Linked DNA regions of Mus musculus: region 2 is linked to region 1. A link is a contact called in public Hi-C data. All regions are on one chromosome and are shown on one strand. Each heading gives the region's core, a stretch centred on a gene start, on an enhancer-like site or on the middle of the called end of the contact. The rest is flanking DNA. Distances are from core to core; before and after follow the strand shown. Region 1 holds the start of Fxyd5 (FXYD domain-containing ion transport regulator 5). Region 2 holds the start of Numbl (numb-like).

Region 1 (2,775 bases), core at 94-2,593:
CTGTGCAAGAACTCACTGTGTGGCCCAGGCCAAGCTTACACTCAGAGTCATCCTCCTGCCTCAGCCTCCCAAGTGCTGGGGTTACAGGTGTGAACTATTGAGGTGGCTTCCCATTAAAATCTTATGACAGCCAGGTGGGAGCTGTGCATGCCTTTAGTCCTAGTAGGAGACAGAGGCAGGCAGGTCTACAGAGAGTCCCATGACAGCCAAGGCTACACAGAGTAACCCTGTCTCAATGGGAGAAAAAAAATAAACTTATGACAACGAGTAGTGCTTAAAGAACTAAGTATAAATGGGGGAGACTTCATGAGAAAACTACATCATGTTTCATATATTCTTAATGAGATTTAAGAACATCACGGGTATCTCTCTGTGGTGCTGGAGCAGGATGGAAGGAGGTGTTTGGTCCAGCCTTAGCTGGGCAGAAGAACAAAGGTAGCCTGTCCTGGAGGACACCTGCTAGATGCCTAGGTTGTCTGGAGCATATGTAGAAAAGAAGCCTGGAGTATAGCATGAGGTGGGGGCTCTTCCAAGGAGACTTTAAGCCTCCCAAAACACTCAGGTCAGCCTTGGGTGTCCACCACAGCTGGATTCCCTTTCTCCATTGCTTGAGATGGGGCAGACAGTAGCTATGAAGATTTCCCTGCAGTGACCAGATATCAGGAGTCAGGAAGACATGAGGATCCCCCAAGAGCTAAAGGGCAGCCATCCTTGGACTCTGATTCTTTCCCTCCTTAGGTCAGTAACTTGAGTTCTCTTCTGTTCCTAGCCCCTGGAGGTGGCGGTGTGTAGGATCCTCTGCAGATTTCCACTGCTGTCCCTGGCCAGAGTGCAGGAACCAGAGGACCCAGAGAAGGCGGTGGGGACCCAGCCTGGCGCCAGGGAGTGTGCCCCCAATCAGCCGCCAGACCCACCCCAAGGCCGGAGCCAATGCACCCCGCTCTCCCTCCCCAGGCCTTGGCAACAACGATCCTATTTGTACCCTAGACCCAGAGACTCAGGCCTCCAGCTCCTGGGATCCAGGAGTCCATCCCCAGTCCCCTGGGATCCTAGTGTCCCTCCCTCCTGCATCTCCTGGTCTCCTTCTCCAGGACCTTCCCAGCTTCCCCTCAGGGTCCACATCTTGAGCTTAATAAATGTGCATTCGTTTTTTCCCCCCGTTCTGTCTGTGTATTGTCGTCTGTGGGCACCAGAGGACTGGGTGGGAGGCTGAGTTGATTGTCCTTTTCCCCCCTCCCCACTCCCCCCTCCTTCTCTTCCTCCTCCTCCTCCCTCCAGGGTCTCCTCCCTCTCATTACATCCTTCCTTCCACACCTCACCCAAGGGTCTTCCCTTCTCTGCACCTTGCCCCCATCTGCGTCCCTCAGATCCTCGAGTGGAGGCCACCGCCTTCAGTCCCCCACCATCCTCCTCCTCCCCAGCTCCCACCCCTGCCTGTGGGGCCTGGAAACGAGAGAGGAAATGACTGGGACGCTCTGGTCCCCGCCTGCCTGCGTCCGCGCCCGCCCGTGGCCACACCCTCCACCCTGAGGCAGCTCCCACGCGGTACTCTGACACTTCAGTCTGGAGATCTCCGGCTCAGATGTAAGTCCCTCTTTTGCTCTATTGCTCTGGGCCACACACGCAGGTGGGAAGCTGCTTGGGAGGAGAAGAGAAGGATCTCGATGCCTCTCTGCCTCGTATTCACTCTGTGGGCACCTTTTCTGCCTCAGTCTCCCTAGAGCGCCTCCATTGCGGGCAGACAGGTCCCTCTATGATCTGCCCATCACGGGTGCTGGGCGCGGTGGTGCCTGCAGGGCAGCCGGACACCAGCTCACTTTTTCCTTTGAGAGCAGCCCTGCGTTAGTCACCCTTCCTGTTCCCCTCCTGGCCCCGCTGCTCTGGGCTCCTGCCCTCGAGGGAGCAGACACAGCGGGCCACTGGCTTCCTCCACTCAGGAACCATGGGTCGGGAGGATCAGTTCCAGCTTTAGGAGGAGGGAGCGGCATCTTTGCCTCAGGGGTGTCAGGAAGCCAGGCTCGCCTGATGCTTCTGGCTTTCTTTGGGGATCAGCTCCTGGAAGAAGGGGATGGTGGCCTGAGACGGAAAAAAAAATCTCTCCCCAAAGGCAGATACCAGAGGGTCCTTGAGACCAGACGCCTGCTCCAAAGAGGCTGCGAGGGGGTGGGAGGGTGCGGAGGGGCTATGCCTTACCTTTGCCTCAGCTTGTCCCACAGATGTCACTGTCCAGTCGCCTGTGTCTCCTCACTATTGTCGCCCTGATTCTGCCCAGCAGAGGTAAGACACCACCACCACCACCCCTCGCCCCAATCCAGCTCCAGGAGGCAGCTAGATGGGTGATTGCAAAGCTCAAATACTGGGTACCATCTTCTCACTCTACTCCCTCGCCAACCCCCACCGAGTGAGCGAGCACCAGGAAGTGGGATTGGCGAGGCAGGCTCTGGGTAGCACCCTCTTTGGACACTTTTGAGCTCGGGTGATCCAGAGGGTCTGACTGGAGCCTGTCCTGCTGAGCATCCTCCCTTTCACCTCTGAGAAGAACTTGCTGAGTTTGACTTGGCTGGGAGATTGGTGTCAGTTTTCTACTCGGCCGCCAGGAAACCCCAGGCTCCAGGCAAAGCAGAACTGATGGGTTTTCTGAGAATACAGTTGGGCAAAGGGGTCCAAGCTGGGGCTCAGAGACCCTCACTCTGGCCTGGAAAGTACTTGTAAAAGTGCCCAGGTGGGTGGGCAGTTAGTTCTGTTCTGTGCCTCGCCATGCCCATTTTGTGGATG
Region 2 (2,775 bases), core at 129-2,628, 3.8 Mb after region 1:
ACATACACACAGGGTCTCACAAAAAGACATATGCATATCTATTTAAACACAGTCTAAAAAGTACAGGAGTCTGAACAGTGAACGGCTGCCATCACATCCACGGTCACACACACACACACACACACACACACACCAGACATCACCACATCCAACCACAAGCATGCAGGCAGACAACGCAGGATACCTCATCCTTGCCAGCTGTAATGCAAGCACACACACAGCTACAGTCACACAAACACCAGATCACACTTCTAGCCACATCCCCAACCCTTACACACACACACACACACACACACACACACACAACCACACAAAGCCGCTGGTCACCACAGAGGCTACAGACAGGTTTCCACCCGTCTCTGGGGAGCCGCCCCCAGCCCAGGCTGAATCCTGGAGCCTGGGGGGCAAGGGAAAGCTGAGCATTGTCTCCGGGTGGGGCCTCTCTTAGACGCTGAGCAGCCCTAGGGACAAAAGGGGTGGCCTAGGAGACCAATGTCTTGAGACCCCTGACTAAGCATGGGGTGGAGGTGGGGTAGGGGAATGCCTGAAATTCTCCTTATTTTATTCACGCTGGGGTGGAGTTTCAGACACAGAGACCTTGTTCTGAGAAGGGGATTTGCCTGGGACACCGCCCAAGGGCTTGGGGGGACAGGCTGGATCCAGGACCCCAGGGAGTAGACAGTACTTGGAAACCGCCCCCCCATCCCCCAGAGCCTTAGCCTTGGCAGCTCTATCCAGGGACTTCATCTTCAAGACATCGCCCAGGGGGCTGTTGTGCTCAAAGAAACCCTCTAGCAGGGAAGAGTACTGATTTTGTCTGGAATCGGCTCAGTTAAGGCCTCAGCTTGATAAAGGGGACCGTATCCGGACCCTGAACGCCAAACCTTGCCCAGGGAGTTTTACCTAGAATTTATGTAGCCCTGTCCATGATTTGGGGGGAATCTGTATTCCAGGATCCCTATTTTCAGGGCCTTCGCAGAGATGGCCTGTGCTGGACCAGACCCCAGTCTGGCAGGTTTGGGATTGCCAGGAACCTGTTCCCGGACCCCCACCCAGGACCACCCTTTCCAGCCTTGGCATCTTCTCTCCATCCGGGCGCTGCTGCCGCCTCCCACCCTTCGCCACATCAGCAGCGGCGCCGCCCCCGGCCCGAGCCCCCCGAGCCCGCCCTTCTCACGCTGGCCGCCGCGCTGCGGGACATCCAGGGCCCGGGCGCCCCCGCCTCCCGCGGCCCCGGTTGGGCCCGGCTTCCCGAGTGCTGCTGCTGCTGTGGTGGCGGCGGCTCGGTCTGACGCGGGCCCGGCCCGGGGCCGGCGGCTGGTGCGGGATGCAAGCGCGCGAGCCAGCTCGGCTCCCGGGAGGATTCCGTTCCGGGGGCGGGGGAGCATCCCTCCCTCGGCGCCCCGCCCCGACCCCGCCCATTGGCCCGCCGCCTGCTGTATATGCAAAAGATAACCCCGCCCTCCCGCAGACCACGCCCCCACATAAACACTACCGGGTCTCCTCCCAAGCAAAGGCCGGCCCGCCCCGCCCCTTGGTCTGGCCTTGCGGGAACCTGCACGCATCCCTAGAGGAGTGCCTCTCAGGTTGAGGCGCAGGTTCTATTTGCTTCCATAACCCCTGACCTCAGATCCCCTATGGTTCTGCTTCTGAAGAATTGCTTTGGGAGGCGCCTCGTCCTCAAATCTTGCTTAACCCCACGGTTCTCCCAGCCCGGCGGGGGCGGGCAGAAGCGGTGACGAGGCACTTTTTGCAGGCGAGGGGAGGGGAGAGGAGGGGAAGGAAAAGAAACAGACCCTGGAGTCCTGGAGGGAGATCACTCTGGCTTGCGAGAAGTGGGCATTGGGTTAGACCAGGTCCTAGTTCTGGACTCAGCTGCACCCCTACCCCTGTCCTGTAGGTTTGGCAGAGCAGCTGTTAGGGGCATTAGGGCCCATTAGCAAAGGCGAGGTTGTCAGGAACAGGAGGGAGCCTGAAGCTGGGGGGTGGGGGGGGGGGCGAGTATGTGATAGAAGGGTACTTCTCAGCTGCCACAGCCCTTGGAGCAGGTGGTCAGCACGTGGGGGGGGGGGCGGAGGAGGTTCCCTGCAACAGATGGCCCTAGACAAGGGGGTGGGGTGGGGGGTCTGGCCATCTGCACCTGGAGCTGCCTGTGAGCTCCTCCCCCTTAGCACAGAGAGAAAAGAACTGGGGGCAGGGAAAGGGTGCCTTTATTCGGAGGAAAGGATCAGCACCCACCCCCACCCTCCAATACACAGGCTGGAACCCGGGAAGAAGGCAGCTGGTAGAGGAGCAAGGGAGGCAAAGGTGAGGACCGCCCCCAACAGCCACCATCTCCCCTGCAGATCCTGGAAGACCTGGGGCCGAGGGGCGTCTCCTTCACATGAGAGTGGACCCAAGGCTCACTTAGATGGTGGCAGGATTCTGCTGGCTCCTAGCCTCAGAATTCAAGGTTGCTCACTTAGGATCAGGGAGCTAACTCCAGGGGCCCAAAGATCCAAGGCAAGAAACTAGGTTCTGGAGACCAAGAAAGAGGAGGAGGGGACTGCCTGCTGTGGAGCTGGTATCCCTGGATGGAATCTGTCATGGTGGGGTCGGCAGGGAGGTCCCTAGTCAGGAGGCTGCTGGCAGCGGCAGTGTCTGGCGACTGGCCCAGTAGCGGTGGTAGGTATCTTGGAAGAGGTCCCGGCAGGCGATGTGGGCGTGGAGACGGGCACAGGCTAAGAAAGCCCCAGCTAGCTTGCGGTGTAGAGCATAGGTCTCCTCAGGCGGTGG

The links. Hi-C and Micro-C count contacts between places; a contact is called where the count stands out from the background.
Region 2: a Hi-C map of B cells shows a contact between it and region 1, with 6 read pairs. The contact joins the promoter of Numbl here to the promoter of Fxyd5 in region 1. A contact is called at or near these places in 2 of 39 promoter capture datasets (cranial neural crest and frontonasal cranial neural crest) and 1 of 484 Hi-C or Micro-C datasets (B cells).

The regions. Positions count from the first base shown.
Region 1 is chr7:31,040,899-31,043,673 of GRCm38.p6, reverse strand. Fxyd5 (FXYD domain-containing ion transport regulator 5) reads left to right here and starts at 1,343. Exons shown (of 9, transcript NM_008761.4): 1 at 1,343-1,584; 2 at 2,217-2,277. The coding sequence starts at 2,217. It overlaps Fxyd7 (FXYD domain-containing ion transport regulator 7), which reads left to right. Exons shown (of 6, transcript NM_022007.1): 6 at 770-1,159. The coding sequence ends at 792. All of the region lies in intron 2 of Gm38984 (a long non-coding RNA gene), which reads right to left.
Region 2 is chr7:27,257,364-27,260,138 of GRCm38.p6, reverse strand. Numbl (numb-like) reads right to left here and starts at 1,378. Exons shown (of 10, transcript NM_010950.2): 1 at 1,178-1,378. The coding sequence starts at 1,201. It overlaps Coq8b (coenzyme Q8B), which reads right to left. Exons shown (of 15, transcript NM_133770.2): 15 at 2,190-2,775. The coding sequence ends at 2,614.